2 separate regions of the Sus scrofa genome follow, and region 2 is linked to region 1. The links are chromatin contacts, called in public promoter capture Hi-C maps. All regions are on one chromosome and are shown on one strand. The core of a region is the stretch at or near the end of the contact, and the rest is flanking DNA. Distances in the headings are between cores, read along the strand shown.

Region 1 (7,247 bases), core at 595-3,094:
AGAAAAGAAATCTATATAAATCCTATTTCTGGTTAAACAAGTCCTTTTTTCCCTTTGTTTTCACATGTCACAGACATCTTAAGTTTCAAAGAAAAAGAAAACCATCGTGAAAAAGCGCCTCCACATAAACAAGGCTGAATGGGTTCTATAATATAGGCTCCGTTTTTCCCTAAGTTTTCACTTACTCCTATCCACTATGGTTACACACATGCTAAGAACCAAAAGCCGTCTGGATTTATTTTATTTTCATGTCTTCAGTATTCAAGTCAGAATCTAGTTATGCTTTTGACACTAGAGTTTCAAAAGATGCCTCTTCTATTCTTTGGCAGGTCTGAATACCCTGGCCCCCCACTTGGTTTTCTTAGCCAGCCCTGACTTAGGGAAGCAAGCCTCTAAACCTTAGTTATGAAATACTCACTCCAGTGACCAAGGATAAAACTGAATGAGGTTAGAAGAGGAGATAATTAAGGTAATAGAAGTTGCATGGTCCTCATACACTGGAAGAAAAAAAAAAAAAAAAACACAACTGTCTCCCAAGTCTCCTAAAATTAAATATCAAAGAAGGGAAAGGGTCTATCAATAATTTAAGAGAGAAGTTTCTCTAGAATAAGGCCGAATTTTTTTACAGATGGGTTTCTTTATAACCATGGCTTATGTGGATTTAAAACACATGGAGCCCTTACAATACGTGTCATACAGGGAGCAAGGAAGCGAGCTCTGATTTTTGACATCCAGACGCCCGGCTCAGAATGCATTTCTGCAAAATCAGGGGAGATCAATAGACTCAGGACACAAACATGTTGATGGATGACGACGAGTCTGAAAACGACCAGGTTGAGGTGGCCACGCCGCAGGCTTCACTGCTCTTCCCATGCTCCTAGAATGCAAGGTTGCAAAACGATTCCCCTTTCTTTTATCTCAAGAGGGAAGGGGGTAAAAAGGAAATGAGGAAAAAAAAAAAAAAGAGGTAAGGGAGGGAACAGAATGGAGCCAGTGAAAGGAAAGGAAGAAAGAAATGAGAGAGCGAGCCGGAGAGGGGCGGGGGAGTAGGAAGGAAAGCGATGATGTCTGGACGCTCGCCAGCCACCCAGCCGAGCGCTCCATCACCCCCAAGCCTGCGTCCCTCGCTCGCTCGCTCGTCTGGAGACGTGGGGCTCCCCGTTTCCGCCGCCCTGGTGCTGACAGCCCTCCCCGCGGTCCCAGGCGGGTGCAGGCAGAGCCGAGATGCCCCAAGTAGCCGACCAGAGCCCGGCCACACGAGCCCGCCACTCCCTGGACCGCGCTCGCCACCCGCCCCCGCCCGACCAACCCCCCGCGCCCCCATCACCGGTCGCAGCGAAAAAGCCGACGAGAGCGCAGAGGTGGGACCAGCAGGAGGAGGACGGGGGGCGACCTCGCGTAGATCTACATACATGCACACGTTTTTTAAATAAGGTGGTCGCGGTCGTGGGAGAGCAGCAGGGAGGAGACCCGCGGCAGGCACCTGGGAGGGAACACGCTGGTGCAAACGCCCGGGCAGCGCTGGGCTGGGCGATTCCCACAAAAGCAAGTTTCGAGGAGGCGCCGCGATTTGCAATGGAAGCGAGCGCGACCCCGCGTTACCTGGCTGGGGTCCGGCCGCGGGCCGCGGAAATCCTCAGGTTTGCGAGACGGAGCCCCTCGGTCAGGTTCCTGCGGAAACCGCCTTAGGGGGCGGCGGGGGGGCAGCCGCCAGCCAGGCACATGCTCGTCACCCCCGAAGGAGGCGGCCGGGACCGCCGAGCGCGGGCGCGGGACCGGGCGCGGCGCCTCTCCCGGCCGGGCGCGTCTTTCTTCCCTCCTCGGCCGGGCCGCGCCTCCCCGCCCCGCGCCGCCGCCGCCGCCGCCGCCGAGCAGCCCGCGGGCCGAGCAGCCTGCGCGGCGCGCAGCCGGGAGCGGGAGCGCGAGCGAGCCCGCCGCCGCCTGCGGCCGGGCGGCGGGTGGCGCTGTTTCCCAGCCGCGCAGCTGGAATTTAAAGGGACAGGCGCCTCGCGGGCGCGGGGTCTGCGCCCCCGCGAAGGGCACGCGGGACTCCCGCCGCGTCCGCCCGCGCAGGGGGGCCCCAGGCGGCCCTGCGGCGAAGTTTCCTGCGGGGATGGCGGGGGAGCGCCCGAGACCCGCCTCGCCGCCTCTCCCGAATGCAGAGCACAGGCTGCAAGGAGAGAGCAGGAAGGATTTTTGTTTCTCTCCCTTGGAGGCCAGGGGGGAAATGATTTGTATGCTCAACAAGTCCTGCACCTATTTTCAGCCGCGCTCGTTTCCGTCCCTGGGCACCGACTTTTTTCACCGAAAGCACAGGGAGACAAATGGGGTGGGTGGGGACGGTCATTCCTTGTTTTATGTCAGAATCCAAGCAGAAACTCGTGGGTTTGGAGGAAAGGTGGTGGCGGGAAAATACAGCTGTCAAACATCTTGGGAAGAAAAAAAAATTCCCCTCTTCCTTTCTCAGTCCACGAAGCATCTCCTTTTCCCTTCTGGAGAACGGGCTTGAAGGTATATCCCACCTCTAGTCCAGCCTCATCCGACAGCTCACCTTCCCGCAGGCACCTTTTCTCTACAGCCATAAATGCAAGTCTGCTTCTGTTGCTGAGAATGAGCAAGAATCCAGTGGAAAGAAGCATCTAGTCTGGCTGGCCCTTTTCATGCCCTATCGGAAAACCAGTTTCAGTGGGCAGTTCTCTCACTGCTGTTGCAAATAAGGCTCAGATTTTTGCTGTTCCCAACATACAGCCCAGACAGAATGTTAATAAATTCACGTGGCTTAATGCCACCATGTATGTATTTGGAGTACCAGAGAAATTGTGTCCAGTCTATTTATTTTGTTGGTCTAAGCATCAGCTTTCACTGCTGTATATGCTAAGCAGCTTCCGTGGTACCAGTTCAACCCAGATTCTCCAGAGGTGGCAGGGAGGATAAAGAGGCTCTCTCTGTGGTCTTACGTAGATGCAATCAAACTGACTCCACAGTCACTCTTGGGAAGAGTAGCAGATGCTCCATAGATGGGAATGGCACTCTCTTGGGTTGGTAGAATGTATTCTCAGAAGGAATGAATCTACTATGTCTAGATTATCCTACTCTAGGAGCCGAGTATTATTTCTCTACCATAGAATTTACATATTTTATGAGCCCAGCACAAAGCAAGGTGCTACATTCTAACTCAAGTGTCTTAAATGCCTTCCTGTATCACCCCATGGACTTACCTCCAGTACTGACACCTGTTCCATGTACCTTTCTTGCTTGTCTTTTACCTTGCTTCCAGAGGAAGCCTTCAAAAATAATAGTCTTATCTACAGTCCTCCTGTAGTTGGCCCATACCCTTCAGGAAAATAGCCAGATTTCTCCTTATGGTATAGAGCAGGGTTTTTCAGCCTTTATCATGCATGAGAATCACCTGGAGGGCTTAGTAAAGATTTCTAGGCCCTGTATCCCCGTTCGCCTTTTCCCCTTAGATGGTCTGCGTGGAGCAGGATAATCTGTAGTCCTATCAAGACCCCAGCTGATGCCGATGCTGTTGGCCTGGGACCCGCCCTTGGACGACCGCAGGCAGAGAGCATTTACGATCTACCGCCTACCTACGCCTCCTTTATCCCTCACACCTGCCCCACAGCTGCTGAGCAAGTCAGGCTCATTACCTGATGCCATCCATGCCTTCCCAAACTGCACCCACGCACCCCCACCTGTCCCACGCTGTTTCTCTGCCAGGAATTCCCTCTCCCCTGCCTTTCCCCACGTCCCCCACCATGATGCCTGGTAACGCTCACCCAACCTCCAAAACTAAACCCCTTGAGGATACCTCTCCAAACACTCCTGGGACCCGTATCTGAGTCTGGTGCCAGTCCCATGCAGTCGCCGTACCTGCTTTTCACCCTTCGGTATGACAACTGTGTTCCCCTGTCTGCTTCGGCCCTAGACTGGGCGTGCTAAGCACAGGGAGGATAGGTCCTTTAGCCCTGTATCCCCAAGTACCTGGAACACTGGCTGCGGTATTTTGGCTCAGTAAATAAATGAACCAGAGGGCGGGTAGAGAGAGGGAGAGGAGGAGGACAGCAGTGCTGATTGTGACGACAATCACAGACAGAGGACAGAGCGACACAGGAAATTAGGAATCACACTAGAAAGGACAGGAAAACAGGAATTCATATTTCTGAACACCTAGCATGTATCAGTGACTGGGTTAAATGCTTCCCACGTCTGCTCTAGACAATGTTTACGTCCCCCAAATTCGTCCGTTGAAATCGAATCCCCAGTGTGATGGTCTTTGAAGGTCTTCGGAGGGGATTAGGTTCCCTCCTCCAAGTGAGGGCACAGTGAGGAGATGGGCACCTATGACCTAGGAAGCATGTCCAGGAGTTCCCTGGTGGCTCTCTGCTCTGGCTCATGTTCGATCCCTGGCCCGGGAACTTCTGCATGCCATGGCTGTGGCCAAAAGAGAAAAAGGAGGCTTATCCTCACCAGACACCGAATCTGCTGGCTACTTGATCTTGGACTGCCCAGCCTCCAGAATTGTGAGAAATAAATGTTTGTTGTTGAAGCCACTCAGTCCCTGGTTTTCTTGTTACAGCAGCTGGAAAGGTTTAAGACAATCTATATTACCTCATCTGTTTCTTATCAACCCTGCAAGATATATATGACCCCATGTATAAGAAATCTCAAGTATGAAAAAGTTCAGCAGCTTGTTAATATCACACAGCTATTTGGTCCTTGTCATGATGCAAAGGGAGGGAGCTTACGTTTTACTATAAGCACCACAAAGACAGTTTTGCATAAATGTGTCTGCTGTGTATCTCGTTCTTGTTCATAAGTTTTTGTTACTTTGATAAATGTCACTCGCCCTCTCACTCCCTCCAGAAGTGACTCTGTCTCACAGGCAAGGGCAGGGACCTCTAAGTCTTCACTGATGCTTCTCTGACTCAGCAGTCCACTGCAGTGAGGGGCTTCTCTGGCTGCTGAGCGCCATTCTGTGTGGTCTTGCTCTAGCTGTGTATTGTGTTCTGAACGTTATATAAATTTGTTAGCAACCAACCAAGCCAGACAGGTAGACCTCTGTCAGCGGGACAGGCCAGAGTTCTTTATTTGTCTGTATTTCCACTGCACTGCATTCTACCATAGTGGAGGTAAATATTAAATAGCAAGAAAATACATGAGGAAATCAAAAGAGCAGTAAATTTAGTCTTGCTCCCTTTGGATATTTGTCTATACATATAGCACACATGTGTATATGTCTACTCTGTTATAGATATAACAGAAGTGAGTTAGTTCGAAAGCAGATTCTATGGCTATCTGGGATAAGGCTTCAGTGAAAAATACAGCTAATTTGGAACAAATAAGCCACCTCCCACAGCTAATAAAATCAGTTCATTAAAAAATGGGCAACCATGCAGTGACATACAATAAATTAGTACTTCTCTGTAGGAAGGTTCATTTTCCTTGAATGTTGTGTCCTTTCCATAGGATTTTGCTAAAACCATGACACTCTTACAGCTGGAAGCTATCTTTAGGGCAGTGGTTCTTTAGCTGCATCGTAGAATCACTTGGGAAGCATTCACATATCTCAGTGCCCAGGCTGTACCTCAAAGCAATTGGATCAGAACCTCCAGGGATTTTAAAGCCTGCCAGGTGATCCTGATGGACACCAGACTTGAGGACCAATTCTTCTGAGACGATCTGCAGAAGAAGTCCAACCTGGCTCTTCCTTAGAATCACCTGGGACGTTTGCAAGGCTACCATGCCCACACCTACCTATTGAGGTTCTGACTTGGTTCGGGCGGGGCCCATTCCCTTCTATATTTAAAGGCAACCACAGGGGATTCTGATGTTGAGCCCGATTTGAGAATTATGGTCTTCGAGCAAAGGTTCTCCAAGTTCAGCCCTCAGAACAGCACCACGGCATCACCTGGGAACGTGTTAGAAATGAGGACTCCCCTCCTGCACCCCTCCTGCACCCTCACCTCACCCCCACCTCGCCCCCAGATCTAGTGGATTGGCAATGCTCATGGCGGGTCCAGAAGTCTATAAGTCCTGAAAAATGTGCCCTGGAACCTGGGAACAACGGCCTCACGACACAGAATTAGTAGCGTCATTGTCTTTTGGAACCAAGAACTCACAATTACCTCACCACTGGGGAAACGCTGGCGGAGAGGGACAGATTGGGAGGTTGGGACAGGCGCACACACCCTATATACAAAATCCCTCGGTCGCAAGGACCAACTACACCGCCTGAGGAAATCGATTCACGCCTCCGTGGTAGCCGGCGCGCACACAGACTCTGAAAAAGCATGGATATATATGCGTGTGTACGGCTGATTCACTTTGCTGTGTGCCTATAGCTAACACAACATTGTAGGTTACTATGCTCCGATAAAACTATAAAAAGACAAGGAAAAAAGAACTCAGCATTTTCTCCAGCACACATCCTTGAATCCCTGCCATGGTGGTTCTAAGACGCTTCCAGGAGTGATGCTGCAGGATCAGAGGTCACAGTCTATGAATCATTGTCCTGTGAGGTGCCAGGCCCTGTAATTAAGTATCAATAATCTTGAGGTTTGTTTTTGTTTGTGTTCAGAAGGAAATTATCCCAAGATAAAACCCATGTGTTGTGACTCAATCAAGTATGTTAAAAGAAAGTTCCTGTACCTTATTCCTTAAGTAAAAATTTATGGAAGGATTATGTATTGCATTTTTTATCTACTCTAACTAACCGGGTCAGAAAAATCATTTGCATTCAGCACTGAAAGCTACGGGCGCCATAGTCATGGATGCGATTGTAAAAAGTCCCTTTACGATACTAGACTGCAGGAAAACCTCAGAGGAAAAAATAATAATAATAATAATCCCTCTCTCTTCAAACCAAAGCACTGATCCAGGGCAGAAGAAAACTGCTGATGAAAATTTTGCCCTCTCAGGCTACACAAATGAGCCAATTTGCCTTTTCGGAGAGACCACTCTTCTCCCTGTAATTGCTGTAAGAAGAAGGAAAAACCTATTCCTTCTCAAAAGGCAAAACCCTTCTTCCTAGCGCCTTGGTGTCCATGTAGCTATGTAAACCCTGTCCACCCTAACCCACAGACATTAAAAGAACCCTGGTTCCCACAGCCTGGGCTTCTTTCCAGGGAGAAGCATAGAAGTTCAGATCACTGAAAGCAAGCACTGTGTCCCTAATCTTTGCCTCTGGTCAGGCAGCCAAAGAAAACCCCCGAGCAGAGCACTCAAAAGAAGACACCCCGGACCAT
Region 2 (6,426 bases), core at 1,076-3,575, 260 kb after region 1:
TCTTGCTTTAAGCAATCAGTGAAATTACAAGTGTCTGAAGCTACATATTGAGCTGTTGCTTGTTTCGAATAGATAGAGGCTACATTTTAATTGAAATAGATCAAATACTCTGAAAGTGCTAGGAAAAGGTCCATAACATAAAACTGCCTAACTTCAAAGAACCAATACTATTTTCAAAAATCAGAGAAATGAACGGATTTACCATTTGGAATGTTGATCCAGAAGGCAGAAGGGGGGTCCCCCAAAAAGGCATACCCAGGTCCTAATCCCTGGAAACAGTAAACGTCACCTAATCTGGAAAAGGGTCTTTGCAGATGTAATTAAGGCTCTTAAGATGAGTCATCCTAGATTATACACATGGGACCTAAATCCAATGACAAGTATCCTTATAAGAGGCGGGCGCGGGAGGGCAGAAGAGGAGAAGGCCACGTAACTGCCCAGGCAGAGATCCGAGTGAGACAGCCATGCAGACATCAAGGATTGCTTACGGCCGAGGCCAGCAACAGGTTCTTCTCCACAGCACCAGAGGAGGGTAGCCTTGCCAACATCTTGATTTCGGACTTCTGGCCTCCAGAGCCACGAGAGAATAAATCCCTGGCTTACCAACCCATTTGGGGTAATTAGTTATGATAGCCACAGGAAGTCGGCACAGATGGAACTAAAACCCCACACATTTCTTCATCTAATTTTCTGCTTCCACATAAGTGCAAACTAATAAATTGCAATTTTATTCTTTAAATATGTCTCCTTATACTTCTACCTACAAGACAGATTTCAGTTCTAAATATCATTTTATTACAAAAGTGTCAAATTTTTATTACTATTCTTATTTATCTTTATGGTTAATGTTTCCAACGTTTTTTAAAAAATCTTCTTAATGTATGACCTAGCGGTGATTTTTAGGCTGTATTTATGAGCAATCTAAATAGAGTAGAGACTGAAGCACTCGATTAAGTATTCCGAATTCTTTAGTATGTTTATGCACACACATATGTACAGACGTGTGTATATATTCATACTTATATCTACATACATACATTTGGAAGGTGAGGGGTGGAAAATAAAGCACTTGGTTCAGAAAGAATAATAAGAATGACATCCTTGCTCGAAAGCATACTGCTTGTAGGAAGATGTCTGCAGACATCGAGGAAGACTGGCACGTTCCGACAGCGGAAAATCCTGCAAAGCGACTCACCAGCGCTCCTCGCCACGGTCGGGGTCATCAAAGACGGGGAAGGCGTGGGGAACTGTCACAGCCAAGAGAAGCCTACGAAAATATGGAGACTAAATATTACGCTGTATCTTGAAGAAGGGAAAAGGACCCTGAGTAAAGAGTCCGGAGAGTTGAATAAGATGATGACTTCAGTCAAGAATAATATGGCGCTATTGGTTCACTCACTTTAACAAATGTGCCACACAGATGCAGAGACCTTAACAGGTGGCACCGGGTCCGGATACATGGGAACTCTGTACTATCCTCTCCGTTTTTCTGTTCTTGGTATGTCTATTAAAACACACACACCCAGAGGGCTGCCTCTATCAACATTCACGTTTAAAGTGAATAAGGTTGAGGGAAGTGAAACACTTAATACAAATCAGCAACGTTGAGGAAATTTTCTCGACTGTTTCCCAGAATGCTAGTCCATTGCAGAAAGTTACTTAAGAAGGCTAGTTACTGGAGATGTTCTGAAAAGGGACCACCACCAAGCAGCATTTCTGGGTTTGCAAAGAAAAAACCCAGCTGGTTCTGCTGGCAGCCGAACTTCCAGGACTAACTGGCGAGCCATCTGCTCGCCGCAGAGAGTGGTAACCATGGTTCACGTGTCGCATCGGCTTTCGCGTTAGGAAGTTTGCCCCAACAAGCCTGGACAATTTCGCTTCCGCGCGCAGGTTGCGGGGGGAGGAAGGGGTGGCGGCGGCAGCATCCAGAGGGTGTATATCGTTTTCCAAACCCCATCTGCTCTCCCCTCCCCGGGCTGTGCCCGCGGTCTCCCCGCGCGGCAAGCCGAGGGCACGAGAGCGGGTCTTTTGCGCGTAACAAAAGAGCCCTCCTTCCCGGCACCTCCTCCCGCCGCCCCCACCTTGGCTTCCCGCGGCCGCGGGGCCCGCGTCCCCGGCAGGAATTGGCTCCCGGGCGCGAGGTTTCCAGGTACCCGGAAGGGGGAGGGGGCCGAGGCGGCAACAATTGGGCGGGTGAAGGCGAAACGCGCGCCCAGGAGCGCCAAGATTCCGAGGGGCGGAGAGCCCGGGCCGTGCAGCCGCGCGATTGGCCGGGGCCGCTCCGCCGGCCGCCGCTGATTGGTGGGTTCTCAAATTCGGTCTCAAGGCGCCAGAGGAGGTGTTTTAGCGGGGACCGCGGTCCGAGGCCGGAGTCGCGCTCGGCGGGTCGGAGCGCTGGCGCGGCCGAGACGCCGCGGGGTCCCCGCCTGCGCGAGGCACTCGGAGCGGGGAGCTGCGCGCCTCGCTTTCCCCGCCCGATGCCGCCGATCGGCTGCTGATCTCCTCGCGCAGCTGACCCCGCGCCGCCGCGGGGTGGTGGAGGTCTCGGGAGACGCAGGAAGCCAACCTCGCCGAGGGGGAGTGAGTAGCGTGCGGCCCTGGCGCTGGCGGGGAGGCGGGAATCGGGGAGGGGGGGGGAAGGGACCCTCCCGCCCCGTCCGCCAGCCTGCCACCTCTCCCCTCCGGGGCTGGCGGGGAATCGAGGCGTTCCTGCCGCCGGGCCGGGCACGCGTGCGGTGTCTTGGCTCCAGCCTTCCTTACGGCCGGCCTTTTAAGGTACTTGCCCTTCCTCCCGATCTGGGGGTTCATTGGAAGAGTTCATCCTTGGGGTCTGTGCAGAGGCCTGCGACGGGGCCGCGCTCAGCGCTGAGTGGGTTTGGTCGAGCGATCAGGTTTCCTTCCCTCTGATTCAAAAGCCCCTCAAAGCCGAATTCCTCCCAGTTCTTTGCGCCAAAATTAACTGACCTAGGAGACCCTGTACTTTGTGACAGATTTGCCCTACACCGTCTTGAATTGCAACTTGATTTTGTCCTGCTGCTTTTTACAAAAATGACTCTTTTCGTCGGGGTTTTTTCCTTCCCAAGTTTTCGGAAATTACTAAGCACTCTTTAAAGTGCTTGTGTTCCTACATGTGCTTTTGAGAGAGGTGGGGTGTCTATGACCCTGGAAATTCCCAGGATGGGTTTAGGGAGGGGACGTTCCTGTTCATGAGCAAGTAATAGATATTTCTGTTGAAAGAGAAAATATCCCGTTGTAAAGCCATTTTTCTAATGTAATCGTGCGTTACAGATGGAGGTAAATTGCTTAACACTAAAAGACCTGATCAGCCCCAGGCAGCCCAGACGAGATTTTGCGATTGAAGACGGGGAAAATGCGCAAAAGGTAAGTGAACGGGAGTCCTTTAAACTCGGTCTTGCTTATGATGGCGATGTCTAATTCAGCTGAGGATTCCAGCATGCCGCTTGTATTTGTCTTAGAAGCATACTAGCTGATTTGGGTGACCCTTACAGAACTGTGCTTTTTCTTTTAAAAGGACGAGGCCTCCAACGGTCAGTGTTGAATGTCAGGCGTTGTGCGGTAGAAAGAGACTAGGTTAGATGCAATGTTGAAATCAATTCATATGAATCAAAGATATGAGGTACTAAGGTCTGTCGTACTTGCAGTTGCGAAGGAAGAGTTAGCTGTTCCTGGGCAGGAATGCTAAGCCTCAGTTTACAGGCAAATCGACTTTTGTACCATAGATGCTAGATTACTAAGTGCCCTGAAATGTTCTTCACGTGGCTGAACCAGCTCCTAGAGGCTTTTCCTTTCTCCCAGCATCGTAACCTGTGCCTCCCATAGAGGGAGAAAAAGTGACTGGCGCTCCCCAGCATACTCGGAGTATTTTACAGAGCCCGGCTGGTTTTGCACAGAGCCCTCCGTGTGGTTTTACTTGCGATTTCTAAGAAGGTGGTGGTGTCCACCAGAAGCATTAGGACGTAAACTTGCCGTAGCAATATCTACACTGGACCCACGTCAGCACAATGTGCTCACCGACCAGTGCCCTCCTAAAAAGGTGTAATAATTTATTAGCAGCGAACATTTAAGCATCTCTCAGCAAAGGCAGATAGATATAATGAAACTGGATTTGGAATCTTTGACGACCAATCTGAGCTTAGCAGCTTCCTTGGGCACTGAACTTCTGGAGGTTCCTGGACTTGACTTAACATCCTCAGTGAAACTGCCTGGTTACAGAGCACCTGTTACAGGGGCCTTTGAAGAATACTTGACAGCCATTAATTCTGGGTAGGTGTGAAATTGTATGCTTTTTCACGTAGGTTTTTTTTTCCCCTCGCATTCAATTTATTTTTCTTAGGAAAAGTAGTATACCAAAACATTATTGTTTTAAAGACGACTTTTTAAAAAATTCCCTCTGCTACAGGAGGGTGGCAGTGCTCAGACTTTAATGTTTATATCCAAAGTCTTCATTTGGGGTGTTTCAGAGTGAAACTTTTTGTTTGCCTTTATAATCTGGATGGAACAGCCTTGAAAGAATGTGGATACTCTTATGAAAAGCCAGAGTCAGCGTCCCCCTCTCTCCCTCTGTGTCAGAGTTTTTGCCTAGTACCTTCCAGAAGGGGACTCTTCCTACTCTAGTGTGCTCAGTGCCTCTGTGCCCAGGTGAGCGTTTGTGTTTTAGTGGGTGTGGAGAACCTCAAAGGACGTCATAGAGATCTGGGAAGGTGGCTTACATGTGTGAAGTAAGTGTGCCTGAGCAGGGGTTATTTCACCTGTCAAAGAGGAGGCCCTTGAAGAGAACGGCGTGTTCCTTGAGATACCAGGTCGGGCTTCTGTCGGTCTTTTTCCGCTGCTGTGGCGTAAAGGCAGGAAAGACTTCTGGGGATAGGGTGTAGTGGGATTTGGAGCCAGAGATCTGGGTTTGATTCCTGCACTACCATTTATTAGCTCTGTAACCGGAGATAAATGTATTCATTCAGTCTTTCAACACCATATGTATGTTCCTGGTGCTGGGCATACAGTGGTTTAATAAGTCTCCTATCCTCTCTAAGCCTATTTTTTCTTTCATAAGTTGGAATTAATAAACAGCCCCTATCTTTGGGTGTCTGTACAGCACCCAGAACACATGCCATTCACACCTTACTCAGCTGAATGGACAGACCAAAGATGAATAGAATGCAGGCCCAGGCTGGCAGCTGGTTACCCAAGAGACTTTCAGAGCCTTAGATGAGCTGCTGTTCATACCATCACATTGAAGAAGAAGAAGAAAGAAGTAGGGAGAGAACCAAGAGAAAGGGCGCTAGTGCAGAAGAACTGAGAGTTTTAAAGAACACAGAATGATCAGGAGTCTTGGCCGCCCGGATGAGGTCAGGTGGGATATTTTGCCGTTGACGGGTCCAGCAAGAGGTGATCTAAGTGAGAGCGGGGATCAGAGCCGACGGTGGTTTGAGGAACCCCTGGGAGTTAAGAGGGCCGAGCGCTCAGTGTGGCAAGTGTGTCCCTAAGGGAAGGCGCTAGAAGCTTCCAGTACCTTGAAGAAGATGCTTCTGAAATGTCTTTGCAATAAGCCTTAAACAGTAGGTCGGGTTTCAGCGGGCAAGGCGGAGCCCATGGCTTTAGAGACGATGCGATGGTAAGAACGGCAGGTCAGATGTGATAAAATGCAGGGCGGGTTTAAAGAAAAACGAGCAGGCAATTTGGACACAACTGGGGGTGTGCATGAGATGGACTGGAGAAGAGGGTGGCCACGTGTCACCAGGGCCCTTGCACAGGCTGATGATGTTAGATGACAAAGCTGAGACAGAAGCAAGACTGGAACCTTTGCATGAGCAGGCCCTTCCCGTGCCAGCCCCCAGTGTAGCCATACTGCTGGCATAATGAGTCATGATCAACAACGGACATGTGCACAGCACCTCACAGATCATAAGCCGCTTTCGTTATCTCATCTGATGCTCACAGCAACTCCATGGGCAGGGGAGCCAGGGTGCATCGCCTCAGTCTGCATACGGGAACCGGAGAACCTGCTTCCTGGGTATTTATTCCCCTGCCCTCTCTGGTTGAAGAGGTAGACAGATCTGCCCTGGAGTTTAGCATGCAAGGGGCTGATTGGGGCACGGCCCTGGCATTGGTGCCCTTTAAGGGAAGGAGAGGCAGCAGAATTCGAGGGAGAAGCATAGCTGCAGAATAGTCTCAGTGGAAGTCTCGTGTTTACCCTGCAGGGGCTTCTGGGATGGCCCCTCCGAGTCGTCCTGAGACAGGGCAAGGGGACCAGGCTTTCAAACGTCAGTGCTCCTCTCCCTGCACTGAGGACAGAGCCAGCCTCTTGGGAAGGGGCGTGATCCTGGCTGAGTCAGCCCCCTTCACCACCCAGCTGGGAAGCCTTGCTGGAAAGCTTTGGAGAAAGGTCCTTCAGTCTGAACGCCTAATTTT

The links. Promoter capture Hi-C pulls out the DNA fragments that hold promoters and counts their contacts.
Region 2: a promoter capture Hi-C map of liver shows a contact between it and region 1, with 7 times the contacts expected there. The contact joins the promoter of E2F7 here to the promoter of NAV3 in region 1. A contact is called at or near these places in 1 of 5 promoter capture datasets (liver) and 4 of 47 Hi-C or Micro-C datasets (embryonic fibroblasts, epiblast stem cells and fetal skeletal muscle).

Annotation. Positions count from the first base shown.
Region 1 is chr5:103,861,378-103,868,624 of Sscrofa11.1, forward strand. NAV3 (neuron navigator 3) reads right to left here and starts at 1,845. Exons shown (of 39, transcript XM_021093080.1): 1 at 1,603-1,845.
Region 2 is chr5:104,124,599-104,131,024 of Sscrofa11.1, forward strand. It overlaps E2F7 (transcription factor E2F7), which reads left to right and starts at 2,326. Exons shown (of 13, transcript XM_003126756.4): 1 at 2,326-2,580; 2 at 3,289-3,381. The coding sequence starts at 3,289.